Regions from separate parts of the Gasterosteus aculeatus genome. Here region 2 is linked to region 1. Evidence: chromatin contacts called from public Hi-C data. All regions are on one chromosome and are shown on one strand. The core of a region is the stretch at or near the end of the contact, and the rest is flanking DNA. Distances in the headings are between cores, read along the strand shown. Region 1 overlaps kcnma1a (potassium large conductance calcium-activated channel, subfamily M, alpha member 1a). Region 2 holds the start of comtd1a (catechol-O-methyltransferase domain containing 1a).

Region 1 (5,018 bases), core at 985-3,484:
TAATGCTATGCTTTAGTATATGCTTTGATGTCCCATATTCCTTAAGACTATAGTGATGTTGTCTTATGTCTTATACCGAGACAAAGTACACTCACAGTATTGAATTTAATGTTTAACTCAGACACTGTTTATTCTTTTAAGTTTAAGTTTAATAACTCAACCTATGTTGCTGGGAGACTTCTTCCCGGTACTGGTAGTAACTGAACATCTATTTTATTTCTGTTTGATAATACCTTGTAGTTTCATAAAATATTGTTTTTGTATTGTGCTGCATGTAGCAGCAGATGGCGCTACAACACCAGGGAACAGTGGAAGTCAGAAAGAGGCTGGCGTTCGGTTCAAAGCTGATTGCAATTTAGGTAAATCTTAAATAATTGTTAATTGCATTACTTTCTTTACTGGTTAAGAAAATTTCAAATTGTCACCTCCTAATGTTTTGTATGTACATTTTTATTCAATGTATTTGTTAGGTACACTGATATTTAAGACATTTTTTGTTCCCTCTTTGAAATAGTGACTGTCTCGAAGCAGAACTAAATGGATCTGGAGCTGTCCTGATTTGAATAACATTTAGTTATATGTTAAAAAAAAGCAATAAAAAAGAAAATAAAAAAGCTGAATTGAATAGAAGGCCTTTTCACGCAGTCGCGATGCAGATGAAGAACAAAGCTCGCTCATGCGGCAAACACTATAAAGGCGAAGCCGGCTTGGCTCACATATGAAAGTAAACATTTGTATTTGTTATTCCTCTGCCTCACCATCCAGTTTACGTTGGGTCACGACAACCTGATAAGGCTCGCATGCAGGACAGTGCCGTCATGTGATTAGCATTTCAGGAAGGGACAGTTGCCGTCTGCGTTGTTCAGGATGCACAGTGGACCTGCCAGGGCGGGTGAGCGCTCTCTAACGCTGCACGTGTTTGACAAGGGCCAGATGAATCCAGGAGCTATCGGTGGCGCCCCGTAAATCAAGGAGGCAGCTGACGGCTGGGATAAACGTCTGTTTATCGCCCGGGGGCCACCCAAGCATGCTCTCGCCTCCAAACAACCGACCCACCACTCTTCCACCAAAAGGGAGACGAACAAGGGCTCCTCTTCATTCAACTTTACAAGCGCTTCAAGACATGCAAACATACGAGTTGACTCTGCAGCCCCACTCAGATTTTGTGCGTGTTTGGTTGAGCGTGATTTGTTCTCGTATTAAATATAGCAGGTTGTCACATGGACATACTGTTAAAGGTAAAATCACCATGCTTAAGAATATAGGGCTACATTTTTAATACACAATACAAAATGAGTCCTTCGTAAATGTTCTATGATACGTTTTTGAATTATGAATTTTCTAAATTATTAGTTCTGGTCTTATGTTTGTTGAAAGTGCTCAACATGCTTGAAAAAGACACAATATCGGATTGAATTTGACTGGCTTTAGCTGTGTCTCTATTTAGTTCTACCAGAAAGTATAACATAGTAGTAAAACAGAGACTTCTTACTAATTCATGTTCGTCTCAAATGCAAAGTGAATGTCACTGTGAACATTTTAGTCAGAGCATGTGCCAAGTAGATAAGAAAGGATGAGGTTTTAACAATGATTCCATTTTTCATCGCAAAAGTTTTTTTTTTCAGAACTGAACTTTTCACAGAAATTTCACTGAAGATTTTTCACAGAAACAAATGTTTGTTTTCATACATTATTTGAATTAATTATTACTCTTTTTCATATTTATTTGAACTTGATGAGTCTCTTTCCTATTTACCAATTAACCAATTAACATCCTCCAGTAAAAAAATGGATTTCGTTTTAAATTTTTCCTGAAATCTGATAAAACAATAATATAATTCTAAACCAATAGTCACAAATTAAATAACACAATTTTCTAGAATTTAATCACCAACTAATTCACCAGTATTAATACACTTCTCACGCTTTTATTCTCCATTGTTTGACAGTAATGGCTGAAGTTAGACCGTCTTTTCAAAACCGATCAGTTAAAACCACCGGCTGCAACTCCTCCTCCTCCACCACCACAAATGCATTCCTCCTTCCCGACAACTTGCCCCCCGACCAGGACCCCCTGTTCAACCCGGGCAAGCTCAACATCCCCCTTGTTAATAACCGTAAAGGAAGTCTTCCCCCCACGGGGCCGGCGTCTGGGTCTCACCCCTCACAACTGCGCCTCAGTATCTCAGGTCCAGGAGACGTGGTCACCAGATCCAAGGCAGAGGGTCGGCTGAACCGGGCCCGCAGCCTGCCGGTGAAATACCGCTACCACCCCAGTAATGCCACGCTGCTCAGTCACAGTAGGCACTGTAGGTTGCCCCCCCCCACCCCATTCCCTCAGCGGGATGCATCAGTCAGTAACCCTTGCCTGTGCCGCTGCTTTTTTTCCTGGCTTTGTTTGCTGCATGGCGGTTCACTCGGCTGGAGCTACTGCTTTGCACAAATTGGGGGGTATTGCAAAGTGAGGAGTGCTAGAAAAACAGTTGAGTTTAGAATTGTCATAAAAGAGCTACTTATGTGTATCCGTAATATAAATGTAGTTTTAGTGGCGAGCTCTGAGGAAATCAAACTCGAATAGAAAATGTTTCTTAAATGTAAAAGCGTAGCTCGAAAACGTTTCATTTTTATGAACTTTTACTGTTAACAAATTAAGTTCAAACCAGGATTATGGCGAGGAATGCATATATTTGATTTGGTATTTTAAAAGCGCATTAAAGAGAAAATTGTGTAGTCGTTGTGAAATTAGCTATTCTAAAAGCCCAATTGCGTAAGGGAAATGTCAGACAGTGACATTTTATTAGAAGGCAAGGTCATATTTCTTATCTTTTATTAGCAGAATTAAGTGACAGCATCGGACGGGAGCTCAGACAATAATGAATTTCCGCATGCTTAGAATAGTCCCGGCTTTTCAGCGGGCACATTGATTTGCACTAATATCATGCTGTGTTATTGATTTCTCACCAAAGGAGTAACACGGGTTTGAAGTGACGGGGCACTTGGCATTTGCGTCGGGGAGAGTGCAGAGTGGATAAGAGTATCTGGGTGCCTGTCTGAAGGCTCTTGAAACTCACAGACAGAAAGTGAAGATCAGACCACTGTTAGCTTGCCTGAAATCTTCAGACGGCCGGGCCTGGCCTCAATCTGGCTGCTCTTTCTCGTCCTCTCTGTCTGACTGGGACTCAAGCGAAGTTTTTAAAATTGTTACCCCCCCCCCCTACACCCGCATTCCTCAACCCATCCAAGTATAGTTGACAGGAAGCTGAACTTGAATCTGATCAAAAGAAATCTGAAGAAAAAGTGTGGCTATGAATCAGTGTCCTGCGACGGCTCAAAACCAAAGCATCACAAATAAAAAATGGACTATTAATCTTACATAAATAATACATTTTTAATTGAAACTTTTATGACTAGTCCTGACCTCCTTCTGGAGGATGATGTTTATTTATTAGCTCCTTTTTGATCCACACAGTGCGATCATTTATGCCGCGTTGGCGCCCTGTCCTCAGTGATGTGTGTTGACAGCTAAGTGTTCTTTTGGCATGGAGTTAGACCGCAAATGCAATTTTGTGCGCTTTAGTTGGAACTGGAATGATGGGGTGAGGTTCCGATTGTTTTGTTTAAAAAAAACACAAAAAAAACCCATTACCCACTCACAAGCTCCATCTCCATAACCTTAATTGATCTCATTGTCATTGCTTTTGCCCGTGCCCCACGGCCAACGGCGGTCCCATCACATGGCAATTCATTGCGTAGGTAAGCATGGTCACCCTGATGCAGACAGCTGGAGGTCCAACCATCTGCACACTTTAGCAGGTGTACTGAACAGATGCACTAGTGTATTACCAAAGACCCCGTAAAAAAGTGCACCCCGTAAAGACGAGTCAATGTGGGAGTTTTGGGATGTGAGCCTTCTGTAACCTTTTTGTTTTTTTGTGGTGTTTTGTTCAAACTGTCTCCTATTTACGATTCACCGTCACTAATACTTCCTATATAATATTCTCAATTTCACACTGAATGATTAATTTTCCTTTTTTTTCCGTTCAGTTTTTTGTTTGCAATGTTGGATCCATAATTTCTTCTCGTGTCAGGTCCAGCACACTTTTTTTTTGGTCTCCATTCTGACACGAGCTCCATGTGTTTGCAGTTGACGACGAGCATCCATCCACCGTCTCGCCCAAAAAAAAGCAGCGCAACGGAGGGATGCGAAACTCGCCCAACTGCTCTCCCAAAATGATGAGGTAAGAGATGATGATTTCATTCTCCTTCCAGCGCGTCAAAGTGAGAGGAAGAGTGAGAGGAAGTCGGAAACGGAGGAAGAATGGCGGCAGGGAGGAAGGGATGGAGGGATGCCTGTTGGAGACACTTCAGAGGCGGATGCTGCTGATGCTGTGATGATGGGAGCTCGGGTGGACGGGAGGGGGGGCCAAATTAGGGGTGGCAGGAGAAGGAGGCAGAAAGACAAGAGAAGTGCCCGGTTAGGCTGTGGCTGTTTAGGGTGGCATGCTGTCAGCTGTTAATGACGCAGCTGAAATAATATTTCTGTCAAGGAAAGCAGCTGTGAGGAGCCGTTTGAAAACTCCTCTGGCTTTAAAGTCCCAGCTGTCACCTCCTCCGCTCTAGTCCACATGTGCTCCTTAAACAATGCTGGCACTAATGACACCAGCAACCAATCGGAGCGACCTGCATGGTTACTTTGCCCTCAGGCTACTCCTCCATTGTGGGAACCCCTGTGAGTCCTGTTTCTGGTACTTAAGGCCATATGTGAGATGTATCATCACAATCAAATATGAATTCAAATATTACCTTCCTTTTATCCTGTCCAGAGGAATTAAAACACTGTTAATTGATTCTGAAAGATAAAAGGGGCAGCTTCGTGCGCTCATCTGAGTGCGGATGGGGACGATAAAAAGGGGGGATGGGGAAGATCTAACAGGACAGGTACATTCCCGGCTACGCTGCCCTACTCGTAATCACCGCAAGTGCTGACTTTACAGTAGGAAAGTCGGAAGAGAGAGCTT
Region 2 (5,013 bases), core at 676-3,175, 270 kb after region 1:
ACATTTTTTCATTCCTTAAACAGACACAAAAAGCAGCTGAGGGACCAGGGCCTGTCTGTAGAATGTGCTGGGGAAGAGTAGGTACTTGGCACAAGTAGCAGAAACAATTAGCGTCACATGAGCAGAGGCCTGAAGCAGCTGGGGAGAGAGAGAGAGAGAGAGAGAGAGAGGGGGGGTCGGAAAACAGAAGTGTGTGGCGACGCTGAGAACCCCCCCCCCTTTTTATTTTCTTCGTCACGACTTAAACACTATCTTTTAAAGACAGTTCGTGTCTCCGCTCATTTAATTGACGGGTGCTTTGTTGCCGGCGTTGTTTTTGTTTGTATTGGTGCATTCTTAATTGGGGGAAAGACAGAGGAAGCTCTGGGTCCTTGGAGAGCCCTCACGTCCCACTCACGTCCCCAAAATCCCTTTTTGAAGAACCCTGGCTACCGTCTTCCCCTGTTCCCGTTTTGAAGTTGTGAGGAGACGTGATCTGAAGTGTGGCTCGTGGAAACACTCCACCACTGCTCTACGAAACACTGTGCTCATTAAACCTACTTTACAGATGAGCACAAAGAAAGTGTTTGTCTCTCTTTTGGAAAATCAAAGTTGATACATACTTCCTTGTAAAGCATTAAAAAAAAAATCCAATTCTTAAGAAGAAGGGTTTTTAAAATTGTGTAACACTGATAGTTGCGTTTCTAAGCTGTTGAAATGATTGTATGATGTTGCATGAAAGTATAGCTGCTGCACTCACTTCGCTGGCACTGACAGGCTAAAGTGTCCATGTTGACCTCTCGCTCTGCAGCTGTGTGTCCAGTTTCTATATATATCAAACGTAAGCAGTGTCTATGAGAGCATAGCTAGCACCATAAATGGACGGTGCTGCAGAGAATACACTAATAAGTGCACTAATTAATGGATGTCAGTCACAGAGCAGCATCTGTCTGCTAGCCAACACCAGCCACGTAATGCTACCAGTCAGTCTCACTTTAAAGCCTCTTCTTGCCTCTGGGACCTAATGTACTTTTACAGGTGACACCGGAAATAATGAAAGCACTAACAAATGGGAAGTTAGTACAAAAAAGTAAACTAAAATTTAATTTCACCACTTTTTACACTATTACTAAGCTTTTTTTAAAATAAATAACAACTTCATCTTTGCTTCTTGAACACTCACAAACAACTGTGATGTTTGGGGCCACAGGGATCATATGACTTTTGAAACAGATTGTAATCTTTTTTTCTTGCTATGCTTTGCTGTTGAATGCCACAACCTTTCAGAATAAAGCAAGAACATTTGATTACAAAGAAATCAAGTGGGCAAAGATACTGTAAAAGAACTATTGATTGAACTAGAAAATAAAGGAATAAACCCTTTTCCACCACTAAGAGGCAGTATTGTATACAACTTTTAACTGAGATAGCCTCAGCAATTGGACTGTAAAGAGTCAAATATACATTTGGGATAGTTCTGTTTACTAAAGGTTCATTCAAGAGTGGCTGGACTCTCTTGGATACTCTAATACTTTTACTCACATCAGAATTTGCACAGAGGATGTCATCTTGTGAAATACAAAGTTTTCCAATTTTACAAATGACTTGCAGTGATTCACAGTGTTGAGTAAGAGTGTTCATTCAGGCAGAACTTGAACAACTAGTGCTTGTTTGAACTAAACGTTATCTGACGGATCTATTTCGAGTGTCCAAGCTTCAGGATGTCAAAAAGAGCAAACTCATTAAAATAAAAATAGGCCTTTTTCTTGGTACTTAGTTTGCAGTGATTTAATATTGTATTTTCTTTAAAAGTAATATGTTAAGACTAACATCTTGATACAAACATATGCTGCTTTTTACCGAAACCTTCTTAATTGCGCAATATACCTAAACAAAATCGATAAGTTGAGACTCCCACTAAAAAGGTTAAGCAAAACAAACAGATAGGACAGTACAAATAGGACTGGCTGAGAGATTCAGTGGATTTACCCTGAAGCTGCTCAACCTTTCTTTAACAAAACCCAGACAAAAAAAAGATTGAAAATGGCTAAAGGGATCAACATGATTTGTTTTGCTGTAGTACTAACAGGTAGGATATGAGGTTTTTTGTGTGTCATGTTGACAGAGATCCATTGCATTGGTAACCCAGTGGCTGATGGCGTTCTCTTTCTGGTCGTTCAGGCGTGGGAGCGTCTGCCTTTTCAGGGAAGAGCCACAGCGGAGGGAAGAACAACACTGTGCTGCAGTACGTTGTTAACAACTCACTGAGGGAGCATCCTGTTCTCACCAAACTCAGACTGGTAAGAGAACCAACATGAACCAGTGTCTCATCCTTTTTTTATTGTAATTCTTGTTTTTTGTGTGAATATTCGTCATCAGGATAGTCAATATCTTTAAATGTTAACCTTTCAGAGAGGCGCCTGCTAACAATTATCAACATGCTGACGAGGCACCAGCTGGTTGATTGTGGCTTTGAAGCTGTTGCTAAACTTTGGATTCAACTTTAGAACTGGGGGATTTTTTTGACACTTATTTTTTCCCATTTTCAGTTCTATTTTATGTCCCATCTGAATTCTATTATTTTCTACCAAACAATACATTTAAAATTATCTCGCAGCTGATTGCAGTGATCTATTCCATTCATTATATAAGAGAATATAATGTGGGAATTTTTTATCTTTATCTTTTCAGAGAACTCTTGAAGACCGATGGAACATAATGATGGTTGCCAGTGAACAAGCCCAGTTCATGGCAAATCTCATCAGACTGATAAATGCCACCAAAGCTATTGAAATTGGTAAGATTATGTGAGATCAAAAAGAAGACTAAGCAAAAAGTGTCATGATACTGTGAACTTACACCGCAGCAGAATACTGCATTGAATTTTCAAAATAAAATGACGTTTGCATCATAAAAACATGTTTTCCCACTGAAAACCATCAAACCAATTATAACTGCCAGGACGGATGTGGTTGATTCAAGTCTGGCTCATTTTATTTTTAAGTTTGATTTTTTCATATTAAATTTCAGAATCTTAACCAATAACATGTTATGTCAAAAAATGACCGATTGAATTTAAGCAAGGTTAATCAATAATTGACATTCCCATCAATAATAATTAGTCTCACCTGTCTAAAGCAGACACCTTCAAAAGATTTTGAAAGTACACAAAATGAATGGGAATTTTACATTTTTAAACCATATTAACATTGTTTTTCCCTGATTTTAATTTAGCGCTGTGCATATTTCAGCAGTACGGTTTTAAGAAATTCGAAGTTCGGTTGCATGTCTTTCCTTTGCTTCCATATAAGAAAAGTGATTATTTAGTGTATATCAAACATGTTTTTTTTCCTGCAGGGATGTACACAGGGTACAACGCACTGAGCATGGCTTTGGCCATGTCACAGAACGGAAGAGTTGTAGCTTGTGAAATAGAAGACACTTATGTGGACATTGCCAAGCCGTTTTTTAAAGAGGTGAGCAAGTGTCTTATTGAACAGCATGACACAGTTGCGAGAGAATACTGTAACAAGTTGCATTTGTACATGAAAATCTTTTCTCAGTACATGTAGCATTACCCAACCCAGCCCTTGTGTAACATTTACATTTGGCAGTAAGATTGATTTTAGCTTCCGTCAGAGCAGAATTGTGCGGTGGACAGCACTCTGTACATCTACCCTATTTTACTCTCCCCTGTCGGCTGGAGAGTCAAAAAAAAGTGTCTGCTCAGGCAACTGTTTCAAATTGAGATGCAAAATCAATTCCTGTTTTAGTTTTCCCTTACAGGGTCTTTAAAAGACAAATTAAGATCCCCGCCCATCTCTCATGCAGTTGAACCTTTTCTCTAGGCTGGAGTTGAAGATAGGATAGATGTACGCCACGAAATAGCCATGAAGACACTGAGTAAGTGCTTTGAGAAATCGCACAAGTTCTCACAAAGACGGAGAGTCCTTTTTGTATCTTGACTTTCATCTCGGTTTCATCAGATGAACTGATAGCAGCCGGGGAAGCCGGAACATATGACTTTGTGTTCATCGATGCTGATAAGTTCAACTATGACAGATACTACGAGAAGTCCCTCGAGCTCATACGAACGGGGGGCATCATTGCAATTGACAATGTAAGTATCCACGTCTCACAAGCAGGATCTGAAACGTTGTGGTAGCGACAGGTGTACAGCTTGAATTGACAGAAGATAATAAAACGACACTGTCGTTATTCTATTGGAAAGGTGCTGTGGAGTGGGAAGGTCGTGAACCCTGCTCCCAATGACCTCACCTCCCAGGCTCTCGATGCCCTCAATAAGAAGCTACATAACGACCAGAGGATTGATCTGAGCATGCTCATGGTGGGCGACGGGCTGACCATTTGCATTAAACGCTAAAATCCTGTGGTGTTGAAAATGTTAAATATGTCATGTTGTTGCTTTGGCTTTGGTATTAAACATACATAAATACATCGTCTTCTGTATTCTTTAACTGCAACCATACTCTGCTGAATTTCTTTTTCACAGCATTATAAAACTTTACAACTTAGTCTCTGTGTTTAATGTTTTTACCAGGACAGCATTCATTAAAGAGCTATGAATGAGAAAAAAATTGTAGCTGTCAAAATGACATCATTCCAAAATCAATACCTGCCAAAGTGCTTTGGCTCGAGGATACAAATTAACATAAAACAGAGGATGTCTTTGAAACCAAACATGAAACATGAGATTTGTCTTATGCGGTTATATAAAAAGGTTCTATTTGCAGCCATTACACTGGAACAGCTCTAACATCAAAATACTATTATGCAAAGCCAAAATACCTATTTTAAATAAGCTTCACTTACTCAGATAAACATAGCTCATCCATAAATAAAGCTTGCCAAGTTACTTAAATGTATTTCTACATAATATATTTTTTTTCTATTAATGTGTTTAAAATGGTCAAACTTGCTGAAACGTGAAACATTGTTCTAGAACTAACTGATGGCAGGCAAGACTCCATGTCTTATATAATAAAGTAGATATGAGCACAAACAAGGACATCA

What was found. A called contact is a pair of places that touch in the nucleus more often than the background predicts.
Region 2: a contact with region 1 is called in a Hi-C map of skeletal muscle, with 4 times the contacts expected there. The contact joins the promoter of comtd1a here to the enhancer-like site in region 1. A contact is called at or near these places in 2 of 6 Hi-C or Micro-C datasets (both in skeletal muscle).

Annotation. Positions count from the first base shown.
Region 1 is chr6:12,931,672-12,936,689 of fGasAcu3.hap1.1, forward strand. kcnma1a (potassium large conductance calcium-activated channel, subfamily M, alpha member 1a) reads left to right here. Exons shown (of 29, transcript XM_078104474.1): 19 at 4,145-4,238. Among protein-coding and RNA genes, the nearest start is that of kcnma1a, 84 kb to the left of the region's middle. Within about 2 kb of position 2,235, at least 1 of the 9 cell types and tissues checked has open chromatin away from gene starts, as enhancers often do.
Region 2 is chr6:13,199,166-13,204,178 of fGasAcu3.hap1.1, forward strand. comtd1a (catechol-O-methyltransferase domain containing 1a) reads left to right here and starts at 1,926. Exons shown (of 7, transcript XM_040178686.2): 1 at 1,926-2,068; 2 at 2,161-2,279; 3 at 2,671-2,776; 4 at 3,337-3,455; 5 at 3,828-3,882; 6 at 3,966-4,099; 7 at 4,211-4,435. The coding sequence starts at 2,023. The coding sequence ends at 4,363.